2 separate regions of the Oryctolagus cuniculus genome follow, and region 2 is linked to region 1. Evidence: chromatin contacts called from public Hi-C data. All regions are on one chromosome and are shown on one strand. Each heading gives the region's core, a stretch centred on a gene start, on an enhancer-like site or on the middle of the called end of the contact. The rest is flanking DNA. Distances are from core to core; before and after follow the strand shown. Region 1 holds the start of BCL11A (BCL11 transcription factor A). Region 2 has its middle 240 kb from the start of BCL11A.

Evidence for each region. Hi-C and Micro-C count contacts between places; a contact is called where the count stands out from the background.
Region 2: a Hi-C map of an unstated tissue shows a contact between it and region 1, with 3 times the contacts expected there. The contact joins the enhancer-like site here to the promoter of BCL11A in region 1. A contact is called at or near these places in 2 of 6 Hi-C or Micro-C datasets (liver and an unstated tissue).

The regions. Positions count from the first base shown.
Region 1 is chr2:142,110,502-142,117,385 of mOryCun1.1, forward strand. BCL11A (BCL11 transcription factor A) reads left to right here and starts at 3,091. Exons shown (of 4, transcript XM_051838573.2): 1 at 3,091-3,282. The coding sequence starts at 3,228.
Region 2 is chr2:142,347,397-142,354,280 of mOryCun1.1, forward strand. No RefSeq gene overlaps it. Among named protein-coding and RNA genes, the nearest start is that of BCL11A, 240 kb to the left of the region's middle. Within about 2 kb of position 3,360, at least 1 of the 8 cell types and tissues checked has an H3K27ac peak or open chromatin away from gene starts, as enhancers often do.

The sequences.
Region 1 (6,884 bases), core at 1,841-4,340:
AGATAGCGGCCCTGATAGGGTGCCGGTTTTAGAGAGCACACAATTGTGTAATGAATTGTAATTCAGAAGACTGTTAAATGTGAACCACAGAACCTTTCAGAGGCAATAAAGTCATTACCTTTTACACTACAGGCAACCCTGAAAAGCTTTATACACGCCATTCTATATAAATCATGCGCATCTAGTATTTATTTCCACAACCCAAGTCGTCCACTTAGATTTCTTCCCCGTCCGTGGACGGCTGCGGATGGATGGGGACACTCCTGAAACCCGCAAAGCCCGGTTCCGAGAGGATCCGGCTCACTATTGTTACCTGCAGGAGCCTTGATTTCATTATTTATTCTCCAAGGCCTCCTCCCGGTCGCACTGTCTTCCTCCCTCTCCTCACCTTCCCTCAGAGCCCCCCCTCCACCCCCGCCGACCCGCCCCGCCCCTCCCCCGCGGGGACACTCATTCAGTTGGTGGCTCCGAGGCTGGTTGAACACGACAAAAACCAGACCGCGGTGGCGGAGCGCTGACCTGCTCCGAGGAACTCGATGAAAAGGGGAAATGGTGTCACGCACACGCTACAGCGCTCAACTGCAAGGGAATCTTCCTGGCTCCCAAACAGAATTTGAGCTTCTCACCCCCCCTTTAACGGGGCAGGGGGCTTGGGAGGGGGGAGACCATTACAACCACAACAGACCCATTTCCACGAACCCAGGCCAGCCCGCCCCTCTCCCGACGTTGAGCATCTAAGCCCTCCCTGCCTTGCTGAGGGGCCCGAAGCTGCGCCGAGCGAGCGAGCCAGCCACTCATTTTCGAATGGGTCTGAAACTTTGCTGAGACGACCCCGGGCTAAACAGCCGCTGGCCGGCGGGGCTGGGCGGTGGGTGAGCGCGCGCACGCCCGGGGCCCTGGCTTAAAACAATGAGGCACCCCCCGCCCCGGGCGGGCGGATGAAATTTGCGGACACCGCGCCCCTTGGCCCGCGAAGGGGCCGTGCAGCCGCGAGAGGGGAGCGCGGCTCGGGCTCGCAGATCCACACTCACGCACGTCCACCTGCAGCGCGGCGACTGGCGGTCGGGCAGGCTCACCCAGCGCCCTGAGTGCAGCGCGCAGCCCCGGGTGCACGTCCGCCCCCCGCACCCGGCCCTTCCCGCTCGGGATGGCAGCGCAGTCTCCCCGGCGGCGGCGGCGGCGTCGGCGGCAGGGTGGCGCAGGCAGGCGGGGAGGCTGGGAGGCGGGAGCCGCCCGGGGACTTTGCAGGCACGTTTCTGAATAAACTTTCCAATCGCAGGGGGTGCTGTTGCTGTACATTTTACGTAAAACTGAAAGTATCCCACGCCAGAGTGAAGCCCGCTTTTTGACAGCGGCAGCGCGCGCGTGTGTGCTTGTGTGCATTAAAGAGACAGGGGTTTATTTCCAACAGGTCTTCCCCTAATTTCCAGGGAACCTGGACAGACGGGCGAGAGGGGGCTGCGGGCTGCGGGCTGTGCGCCCCGGCCGCCGGCACTGACCCCGGGGCGGTCAGCTCACCGCCGTGGCCTCCGCTCTGCTCCTGCGGAGCCGGCCGCTCGCTTTCCTTTCCCCATTTTTTCCTTCCCCGGGTAACAGCGCAGGAACAGTTGGGCTCTGCCCGTAGGAAACATTTTCTTTCCGCCCTTCTGTGCGTTCGCGGTTGCTCTGGAGTGGGAGGGGGGTGTGTCCCTCCCCGGGACCCGAGTCGGGGACCTCCTGCGGCCCCAGGAACAGCTTCCCAGGGGCCGGGACTCCCGGGACTGCCCGCGCTTTGTCCTTCGGCCCTCGGCCGCTCGGAGAGGTGGACCTCTAGGCGCCTCCCTCGCCCCAGCCCCCGGCGCCCCCCTCTCGGGGCTGGATCGAGCCCTGACTCCGGCTCCGCGTTCTTTATTCCTCGACCTCTCTCTCTGTCTTTCGGCGACCCTGGGGAAGCCTGGGACCCGGTGCTTCCAGTTACATTCAGACTCCGCCGCTTGTTGGGGCGCTTAGATCCCTGATCCCAGGCTCGGCTTTGGGGGCGCCCTCTCGGCCCTCGGGCCCGGGCCTGCGCCGCCTCCCTCATCCCAGCTCCCTCTCTCTAGGTTGCTCTGGCTCCAGGGAGGCCCGGGCGCTGCCCTTCCGGACCCTCAACCCTCTAAACTTGGGCTGGATCACGCCTCGCCGCGCGCTCCCTCTTGTCTCCCCTCGCCCGCTGCGGAGCTCCAACTTGGAGGCTCAGCTCTCAACTTCGGGTGATTTTTCTCTGCTAGCTTCTCCTTCGGCAAAGTTTCCTGAGCGCAGCCGCGGGCTCGGGGCTTTCACTGGGGCCCCGGGCGTCTGCACGCGGGGCGCGAGCGCGGCGGCGGGGAGGGGAAGTGGGTGTGCGCACGGAGGAGGGTGTCCGAGAGCAACTCTACCTGGCTTCCCTCCGCCCGCGCTTCCCCGGCCCCGGGCTGCAGCCTCCTGGTGCACTCCTTTTATTATTTTTTCTTTCTTTCTTTTAAAAATAATCTTTCTTTTGGGATCCGCGTATGGGGGGGAGCAGGGCGCACGTCTTGCTCCCCCCTACTCCTCCCTCCCACCCCCGCCGCCCCTTTCTTCTCTCCCCGCCACGCCACCGCCGCGGCGCTCGCTGTGGCCACTGGTGAGCCAGCGGCCCCAAAGCCCCCTCCCCTCTGCCCGCCCCTCCCCCAGGGGCCGCGTCTGGCGTCTGCAGAGCCCCCCGCCCCGCACCTCCCCCGCCCCGCACTGGCCATTGGCTTGTCCTGGTCTCTTTTTCATGTCCAGCCCCTGATGTGTGTCCATTGGTGTGAGCTTCCCCTTCCCTCCTCCCCTTCTCTCCTGCTCGCCCTGCCCATGTTTTGTGTGTCTCTGTCCATCCAGACTCCTGACGTTCAAGTTCGCAGGGACGTCACGTCCGCACTTGAACTTGCAGCTCAGGGGGGCTTTTGCCATTTTTTTCATCTCTCTCTCTCTCTCCCTCTATCTCTCTTCTCTCTCTCTCTCTCTCTTTTTTTTTTTTTTGCTTTAAAAAAAAAAAAGCCATGACGGCTCTCCCACAATTCATCTTCCCTGCGCCATCTTTGTATTATTTCTAATTTATTTTGGATGTCAAAAGGCACTGATGAAGATATTTTCTCTGGAGTCTCCTTCTTTCTAACCCGGCTCTCCCGATGTGAACCGAGCCGTCGTCCGCCCGCCGCCGCCGCCGCCGCCGCCGCCGCCGCCCGCCCGCCCCGCAGCTCACCATGTCTCGCCGCAAGCAAGGCAAACCCCAGCACTTAAGCAAACGGGAATTCTCGCGTAAGTAACCCAATAATAGTATTAATAATTATTAATAATCACGAGAGTGCGCAGGACGAGGAGCAAGAGCAAGGGGGAGAGAGGGGTGTGTGCATGCATTTTTAAATTTTTCACGAGAAAAACCTCTGAGAGTCGAGTAAAAGAGATTAAAAGGGGGGGGACCCCTCATCCGATCTCGAAACAGAGCTGTGTGTGCACTTTTGAGGTAGCACATACCTTTTACATTTTATTTAATTTTACAAAAATTGGACTCCTCCTCCTTTCCGCCGCTTTATTTCTTTTCGAAAGGGAATGAAATGATCCCCCCACTCCCCAGTTTTGCAAAAATAATGAACAATGCTAAGGATGCGGACAACTCATATGCAAACCTGGAGGTGGAAGCTGGGGGGGGAAAGGGGGGTTGCTTCCACTCGCCGCAGGAAAATGGAGGGGTCCGAGTGAGTTCAAGTCTCACAAACAATTCCTGGGGAGAGAAGTGCGACTGGCCCTTGCACACCGGCGCGCTCACTGGCGAGTGTGCACGGGGAGCAAAGTAGTCATCCCCACAATAGTGAGAAAGTGGGACTGAGCGAAGGGCCTCCGGAGCTCCAGAGTCTGCCGAGTCGGGAGAGGGGCCGCGGCCGCGGGGAGAACGGGGTGACCGGGAAGCACGGGGGAGGCGGCCGGCGCTGCCGCCTTTTGTTCCGGCCTGAGGTGGGTGTTTGTCCCGCTTGCCTTTTGTGCCGGCTCCTCGAGCTGGCCCTCCTGCGCCGCCGCCGCCGGCGAAGGGCAGGAGCAAGGGCCAGGGGAGGAGGCGGCCAGGGGCACGCGGGAGCTGGAGAGAGCGAGCCCGGGCCACCGCCGCCCGGGTGGCCACTGCCCGCCCCTCCCCGCCGAACCCCAGAGGCAGCGAGGCGGCGTGCAAAATAAACAAACAAAATAAAGAAAAAATAGAAAAAAAAAAAAAAAGAAACAAGGAAAGAGAATGTAGTTTCTTGCCCCCAAATAGATGCCAGACGCTCAGCCAGTCCTCCTGCAACGCTTTCCTCTTTGACTCCCCCCCAAAAAATCTTGCAATCTCTGATTGAGGGAAAAAAACACCCCCTTCCCCAAACCCTCTCAGTTGCAAACTTAGAGCGCCAGCGGCGCAGAGAGGGAGCGAGGAACTCCCTCCTCTTACTATTTTTTGGAAGATTTTCAAAAAAAGTGGAAGTGGATTTTGATTGGGAAAAATCTCGTGTCTGAATGTTTACAAGCACCGCGTGTGCGGGAGCCTCCTGCCAACAAACAGACAGAGGACCGAGCGCGGCGCGGCAGCCCCGGAGCAGGCGGCCGCGGCGGCCCGGCCTCGCCCGGGCCTTGCCCGACCTCGCCGCGCCCAGCCCAGCCCGGGATCGCCCACCGGGCGCCCGCCGCCCACCCGCGGGGCACAGCAGCAGGCCGCGCTGCGACTCCCGCGCCAGCCTGGCCCGCGGTCTGAGTCCGCCCCAGCACAATGCCCAGGGCTCCATCCCAACCTCGCAGGCTGGGAGATCTGCTGGGTGGAACTCGGCTTTGGAAAGCATTTTTTTTTTTTTTTATTTTGCAAAGCAGCTGTAGAAGCACGTTCGCGCCCCCTCCCCTCGGCCCAGGGTACTCTCAGACTCCTCTTGTCCACGGCTCTGGACGGCGAGGAGGTCACCACGTGCTCCCCCCCACCCCCCCCGCCAGCTGCCCACAGCTTCAGACTGCGGCCAGGCCAGGTAAGGGTGTGTGGGGGGCACGCAGAGAAGTGTGTATGCATTTTGGGAGCGCTGGTTCCTGACACCCCACGCACCCCACTCCAGTATTCTTGTCCTTTACCCTGGGCCTGGCTCGGTCAGAGGTCCTTGAGAGTCTATATAAGGGGTGGTGGCTGCAGTGGCTGTCCGGACGAGCGCGCCTGGAATGGCGAGCGGTGGGCACTTGGGAAAGTTTGTTCTCCAGGGAGAGAAAGGCGTGAGAGGGCCCGCATCGACCCTCCCCCCCCCCCCCCCATTCATGACTCTTATTCTAGTTTTTGATGCAATTTTTAAGGACCACCTATACTCAATTCTGTATTTCTTTTTTTAAAGGGGGAGGGTGGGCACAGAGGAGCGAATTTTTCACTGGGCCCTGGAACTTGTCACACACTTCCGAAGCTCCCCCGCCCCGGCACATCGCGGGGCCCTCCCTCTCCCCACCCCCGCGCATCCCTCCCTCGCCGCTCTTCCCCGCCCCCCACTCCCCCGGCTGCGCCGGATGCGGAGCAGACGCGGCGCGCGGCGGTGTGAAGTTACAGCCCGGCCAGGTACCGGCGGGAAGGAAGGGCAGTGTTCGCAGGACTCGGGAAAGCCCGGCCCTTCTGGCGAAGGATGCACTGGGGGCTCGAAGGACAGACAGGCGCGCAGTGCGGGCTGCTCGCTCTTGATCCCTTGCTTCTCGGGCCCATCTCGGGACACTCCAGGCTGGGAGGGTTAGCGGCCCCCTTCCTCCCCCACCCCCCAGCCTGCCCCGGGCCCTGGGTGCGGGCACCGGGAGGGCAGAGGTCACTGCTTGCCTCGTTTTCTGGATGCGCAGAGGGGGGCGGGAGCCATCCTGTGCCTCGGGACCCCCCACCCCCACCCCCTGCTTTCGCTACGTGGGCTGAATGAGCCGTTCGGTCGCTAGGAGGCAGAACAAGATCAAGAAAGCTCAGCGAACTTGAACCTGTACCAGAACCCCCCCCCCCACCCCCCGCTCGGCTTTTCTCGGCCAGGGAGGGACCAGCGTTGCGAGGGTGGGGGTGGGGGGGAAGCGAACGGTTAGGCAGAATTCCCTCCCCTCCATCACCCCTTATGTCTTTGTTCTTCATTTTGACTTTTAAAATGCGTCTGGCCAGGGCCGCGGAGAAGCGCGCGGCCGGCACCCCCGCGCTCCAGCCGAGGGGAGCCGTGCGCTCCTGGAGCGGCTCGGGGTGCAGTTGTCGCTGGCTTTCGGGCAGGCGTTTTGGGGAGGGCGGGCGCGCTCTCGGGCGTCCGGGCACGGCCGAAGGCAATGCTGTGGCAAGTTTGCACTTGGTCTCCAGGTTCACTTCCTGCACCACCTCACCCCCGCGCAAAAGCACAGACTTCGGCGGCCGCCGAGGGCTCGCCGAGCGGCTCTCGCTGCGCGGCCACCCCTCCCCTCCCCGCCTCCCGCCGCTTCCTCGGAGTCCGAAATCACAACAATAGTAATAGTTATCATCATAATGATGCGGGCAAGCACCGTCATTAATAATGGATAACCGCAGCCGCCGCGCGCACGCCGGTGCCCGGGATTGCGGGGGAGACTCATTTGCACAGATTCCCTAAAGTAAAAGGGGTAAGCGTGTGGACACAGAATGGGTCTCAGGACCCGCGCCCGGGGTGGACGCGGTGATACCAAGACTGCAAGCCCTCTTAACCAACCGAGTTTCCCACAACCTCACTTCCTTTTTCACCAACTGGCGGGCCCGGCGAGCCGTCCTCCCGCGGCCGGGCTGGATGGGCGTGGAGGCCCCTGGCTGCCCGCCGCCTCCGGGCCCCGGAACCCAAGGCCCCGCGGCCGCTGCAGCACGTGCTCGCAGCCGGCGCAGCCCGAGTCTGCAGCCCGCAAGCCGCTCGCTT
Region 2 (6,884 bases), core at 2,110-4,609, 240 kb after region 1:
CCCACCTACAGAGGCCAACCTCCGACCCGGTGTGCACAGACACGTGTGTTCATGCGCACACGCACATGTATGTACCGTCTTGTCCTCCTCTCGAAGGACCACAAGAAAAAGGCTCCGTAAGCAGAGAGGATCTTGTTGCTCTCCTCCCCAGGCATTTTTTTCTTTAACCAGAGTAGAGAGGGGTGGCGAAGAAATGCCAGAAACCCCTCAGTCCACCTCGTGGCTTCTGACCCGTAAAATCGCTCTACAAGCACTTCTTGCACGTGGACGATGGAACAGCCCCATTTCAGGTACTGGGGCTGAGCAGTGGACAGAGAGCCCAGCTCTCGCAGACCTGTCGTACTGGAGACACTGACAAGCAGCTGCCTGTCTTCAGGGCTTGTGAACCCCTGGGCCCCTATGATGACCGAATCAGTATCTGCCTCTCATGTCATTTGCATGAACACATAGACAAACTCTCACGTAAAAATAATGGGTTTAAAAAGGCAATGGTAAGAAAATACCTGGGATGTCTCATTCTGGGGCCTGCAAAAACAGGAAAAGATGAAAGTCTTCCGGTCCCATGAGCCTCCAAGAAAAATGACACTTGGGGCAGGTGTTGCTATAGCAGTTTAGACACTGCTTGGGATGCTTGCCTCCCAGGTCAGATGCCGGGTTTAAGTCCTGGATCTGTTTCTGATTCTAGTTTCCTGCATGTGTACAACAGAGGCAACAGGTAATGGCTCAAGTACGTGGGTTCCTGTCACCCACATGGAGACCTGGATTGAGATCCAGGCTTTTGGTTTCAACCTGGCCCAGTCTAGGCTGTTGTGGGCATTTGGGCAGTAAACCAGCAGGTGGAAGATCTCTCTCTCTCTCGCTCGCTTGCTCTCGCTCTCTTGCTCTCCTTCCCTCTCTCATTCTCTGCCTTTCAAATAAAATGAAAGAAAATAAGTTTAAAGAATTTTAAGAAGTGACACTCAATTTTTCAGCTGAAGCTTCGCTGTTCCATGGAAGGTCTTTGTGTCAGGTGGATTCTATCCACCTGGAAGGGCAATTATAGGCGCCAGTCCCAGTACTTCTTGCAGTCAGTGAGAGATGAGAGTTCCCTGAAAGGCACCTGCCCACTGGTGTCCGGGGATGATGTCAGGAGGCTGGGGCAGGACACAGGGTCCTTCCTGCACAGGAGGCTGGGGCAGGACGCAGAGTCAGGGCACCACTGTGCTTTGCAAAAAGCTGTCAGGAGCCCCCAGGGGATGCAGAGCATTCTCAAACCCCAAGACTGTGGTGAGGGTGTGGTCCTGGCTGGGGTGCACCCTGTTGCCCTCAGCACCCCATCCAGGGTGGGACAGAGCACCCAGTTCCCCAGGGACCAGAGCACACTCAGCACAGCCTGGGATCTGCTGGCCTCTGGCCACATCTGGTAGCAGAGGTGCCTTTGCTTCTACCTCTCTGCCCTTAGCACTGGGGGTAGCCCTTAGAGACCCAAATTTAGGCCTGGCATGAATCACCTGCCAGAGAGAGGCAGGGGCTGGAGGCTGCAGTGGGGGGAGGAGAGGTGGGAGCACAGAGAGCTCCACAGTGGGGGGAGGGGGGCAGAGAAGAGAGGGCCCACCCCAAGCCCTTCTGAACCAGGCTCTTCATCCTTTGCTGTGCTAAAAGCCTCCCTTGCAGAGACGATGTGTTGCTGCCGCTGAGCCCCAGACAGCTCGCATGGCCACGTGCTGCCTCGGAACACTTCGGGGCTGGCTCTGGGTTGGGATCCAGATGCTTGTGTTGACGGTGGGGGCTGCAGAGTTCCCTCTGAACAGCTTTGAGGGCCAGTGGGGCTTGCCTGCAGGAGAGTCATTGCTTCAGAGGCAGTGGAAGCTGGGTCTGGGCTCTTGGCCACCTCCCCGTCTGACCCAGCGCCCCCAATCCCAGAGCTCCTCTTTGAATGGGAGCCAGTAGAGGGCCCATGTGGTACACAGCCCAGTCCTGCACACACAGTCTGCCGCAGAGCAGGAGAGGAATGAGCCTACCCTTTCCGTTCCTCGGTCTCTATGCTGTCTACAGATTTGGGGTGATTCTCCCCCATGGCTCTCTGGTTTGGGACAAGCATGCAGACACAACGACTTTATGCATCAGGTCACACCTTTCAAGGCAGTAGATTAGAAACGAAGAATTTAGGCCCTCAGTGAGATCAGTGCCAGTCAAGCCTAACTCAGTTGACAACTTCCTCCAAAAAGGATTTATTTTTATGCAAAGAGAAAGCAAGGCACGTGTAGCTGGGAGTGTGTGTGTCTCTCATTCATGGGCCTTATCCTTCCATAACTCTGGAAAGACGTGATACACAACTTGAACTTGGCTTTTGTGATGTCCTATGTATTTTTCATGATAAATAAAACATGGAAACAGGGTGTCCAAACCCCAGCCCACCTCCAGAAGGGTGCCCGTCCTACTCCTCCTCAGATGGTTTCACTTCTGCCTTGTTTTTTCATTTCTCCTTTGGGTTCCTGTGCCTTCTGAATACCTTTGTAGTGAGGAGCTGTCTCCCTACCTCTTCTCACTTCTGCTGTTTTGTGATCTTGCCGTTTTAATGAGAGCACAGTCAATAAGTGTGGAGAGGTGCTGATGACATTACAAAGGAACTCACCCTTAACAAGTCAACTGCAGAAGAGGTGCCAACGGGATGGACAAGAGGATTAAAGTATTTATGCCAAAATATTAGACGCACACGCAGAATTAGCTCTCCCTGTGTTAGATATTTTACTTTTGGCAAGTCTGTATTTAAAAATCTTTTATCCTTGTTTTGCTTAAAGTATTACAATAAGCCCCGGATTTTTCACAGTTACACTTGTATATTTTCACAGCTGTTTTAATCAGAAAAAATTAATGTGCTTTTGATAGCTCAGAAATCTATCACTGGCAAAAGCTTTGCAAAAATGTGCTATGGAGCAGAGTGGAATCCTCCACATTATATATTTTACTGGCTATTTGAAATTCATAGAATTTCCCCTAAATATTTTCTTTTGTAATTCTTGCCTAAATTAATCTACCGGCTCAGGCTGACTTCTTTGATAATCTCTTTTGTTAGGGATGCAGAGGTTGCTATTGTTCACGTTCTTTGGGAACTGTCTGTTACTGGAGGAAAATACAATTGCTATTTTTGCTTGTCTTGGAAGTATTTACTCAAATAAAATATGCGGCATAATAGACAGGCAGCACTGGCTCTCTCCTTGATGGCTCTATGGCCACTGGCTTAGCCACAGTGCTGCCCTGGATTTTCACAAGCAGCACGTAAAAAAACTGGACTTTCACTTCTCGGGGCCTAAGGTGCACACTCCGCATCTGGGGCGCGGTGAACGCACAAGGTCTTGCCTCAGATGCTAGGCACACTTCCTCCTGCGAGGTGCAAGACGAGGAGCCGCCGAGAGTGGCAGCACAGCACCGACACCCACACCAACCGTAATTCAAACACAAAATGAAAACCAACTCACAACAAGAGACGGAAATGACGGGCAAGGAACAAAAGAGATAAAAGTCTCCATTTGCCCCAGTTTGCCTGGCAAAGAGGAGGCTGATGTCAAGGGGAGGAGGACTCAGCGGATTAATGTGAACTCTGATACCGAAGCAGTGTGTGTTTATTGCTGGTGACCACAAGACATAAATCTCGCAAGCACAACGTACAATGCGATGCAGCCCCCAGCTTTTTTTTTTTTTTCCTCCTCCAGTCTCAATTTGTGTGTAAGTGTGTGTTAAGTGCCGTTGAAAAATAGTGACCTTTAATAAAGGATTGTATCCTGCGACTATTTTCCCAGACACACGATGACCTTTCAAACCAGACTGAGGTGAGGGGGTGTGGAGCTTGGACTTTGAACCGGCCAGACCCCGCTGTGCTCCTCTGTTAGCCTGGCCACTTTTTATTGTGTCACCAGGGAGCGTTCTGTATGCAAAGCAGGCTGGGCTGGCAGCCTGAACCTTTGCAAATCAATTTGTCTGTGAAGGCGAGTCCGCTGGAGTGAAAGATGGTCTAACAGGGCACACTGCCCCTCTCTTTGTGACATCATCGCCCTTGGTCCTCTTGTCAGTCATGTCTGCCCAAAGGACTGTTGGAAGCGGGGGAATGCTGGCGTGGGGGGCTGGCGGGGTGGGGGGTTAATCCTCCTGACCAACTGTGGCCTGAGAGACAAGGGGCGTTCTTCTCAAGAGGACAAAGCTGGGGGTGGCTGATCTGCATGTCTGGGAGGTGGTGGGGGAGGGTGCCATTTATACCCAATGTTGTTCCGTGGCTCTGGTAGCCAACCCTGCTCTTTGCCTTCCCTCCAGATCCAGGCGCTGTTACAGGAGTGTACCACGGTGTCTCTCGGACCAGGAGCAGTTAGGAAATGTTAAAGATCATGGTAGCAAGAGAGTCCACCCCTGACAGAGCTGGCACCCATGACCTGTAACCATTGACTAGTTCCATAGGAGATCCTGAGCCACAGTCCCCTCTTACAGCAAGCTTTTCATAAGGGTTAACATGACTAATTGATTTCCTTAAGTCTTTCCAACCCTTAGGACTCTACATTCATCAGTAGCTAAAAATGGCAGGGAAGACAGAAAAAGTGACTTCATTTCCTAATCAAATTTCTTCAAGAAGTCTGAATGACATGAGAATTTTGCGTTTTTCATGAAGCAGTGGTTGGATCAGTCTCTGTGCATGTGAGGAATCATTTTTATATCCCTCAAAAGCTGAGGAGCAAAGCTTCGAGTTCTGCAATACTGGTGACTCAGGAGCCTCTTGGTGAGCAGCCTGGCTGAAGACCCCAGATTCCTGGCCTGTGGCCAGGTTCAACACACCAACCCTCTGTGGAATCTTCCAGAATGGCAGCAGTAACCCGGGTAGGTTCTAGAGTTGGACAAGCTCGTTTTCCAATCTTTGCTCTATCACTTGTTAGATAATGGAAACTGGCAAGTCACCAAACCTCTGCAGGTCTTGCATTCCTCATCTGTAGAATGGAGATTATAACAAGTCATATACTTCATGGGGTTTTAGTGAGGATTAAAAGTCGTGGCATATATGTTCAGCAGAGCGCTGGCACAGTTAGTCCTGTAACTATGGTAACATCATAGGTGATGATGATTGAGGTGAGTATGAAACAGGATTTAATGGTATACAGATGGAGAAGTATAGCTAGGATATTAAAAAGTTAAAAAAAAAACTATTTGAGAGGTATACACACACACTCACACACACAGAAAGAGAGAGAGTGAGTGAGAGAGTGAGAGCTCTCCCATTTGCTGGTTCACTCTCCAAATGTCCACAAAGGCTGGGACTGGAGCCAGAAACTCAGGACTCAATCTAAGTCTCTCACGTGGGTGGCAAGGATCCACCCACTTGAGCCATCACTTGCTGCCTCCCAGGGTCTGCATCAGCAGGAAGCTGGAATCAGGAGCCAAAGCTAGAACTGAACCTAGGTGCTTTGATTCAAGGCACAGTTGTCCCAACCAACATTCTAACTGTTAGGGTAAACGTCTGACTCCTAATTAGGGTTTTGAGTAGAATTATCACCCATGAGACAATTGTTTCATCCTAAAGATATTTGAATGCTTGGGCAGAAGTTGTTTTCTTTTACCAATTATCCTATTAAGTTTAAAGCGACTCATATTTTATCATATCTATAGTATCATACACACATATAAATATATATTTGTATCAAACACATTTTTTCTGATGACCAATCTATTTTCAGTTATAAACCCCAAGCATAAGACACTAAAATTTATTTGTCCTACATGGGACCACAGGATGATTTGCAGAGAGTCAGCAGTGAGGTGACAGGGAGAGAATGTTTTTGGGTACAGGATTTGAAAGGGGAAGGCTGGCCATCCGCTTGTAAAGAGCACAGATGTGATTGGCATGAGCTTAAAACTCAAAGATGAATTCCAAAATGGATTCAATTTTTAAGTTGAGTTTTGTGTGAAAATGGTGAAGGAGTGTTGGTTGAAAGTATCCTTTTTTGAGGGAAAAGTTTTGCTTACCTCTTTTTTTAGGAATTCATAACCAAGAAAACAGTAATGGAAGATTTGGGAAATAATATGGACACAGGTAGGAGCTGCAGAGAGACCTAAGACAACACAGAGTATTCTAGGCAAAGGGAAGAAAATATTGGAAGTAAAAAGTCAGGAATGAGGCCAACTGTCAGAAGACTGGATTCAAAGTTAGGGTCCTAGGGTTCTTCAAGCATGGCTAGTTTATTTTTAAAATTTTTTAAAGATTTATTTATTTGGGAGGCAGAGGCAGAGAGAGAGAGAGAGAGAGAGAGAGAGAGAGAGAATATCTTTGACCTGCTGGTTCATTCTCCAAATGGCTGCAATGGCCAAGGCTGGGCCAAGGCAAAGCCAGGAGTCTGGAACTCCATCCAGGTCTCCATGTGCATATAGGAGCCCAAGTACTTGAGCTATCATTTGCTGCTTTCCAAGGCACATTAACAGGGAGTTGGCTGGAAGTAGAGCAGCCTGGACTTGAACCAGTGCTCAGTTGGGATGCCGGTGTACAGGCATCACCGCAACACTTGCCGCAGGAGTCCAGACCTTTACCAGGGAAAGGAAACCTGGACACTATCTGTCCTCCTCTGTACACAAAGGAAGAGAGAAAACCATTTTCTGCTTTTGTACTGGTTATAGGACAAGGTAGGGTTACAATCTAGAACCCAGTCCAGTTTGGACCGAACCTTAAACATTTATTTATTTATTTATTTATTTATTTATTTTTATTTGAAAGGCAGAGAGACAGATACAGAGACAGAGACAGATGAGATTTTCCATCTGCTGGTTCACACCCCAAATGCCTGCAACAGCTGGGCCTTGGCAAAGCTGAAGCCAGGAGTCTGGAATTCAGTAGACGTCTCTCATATGGATGGAAGGGACCCAAGTACTTGAGC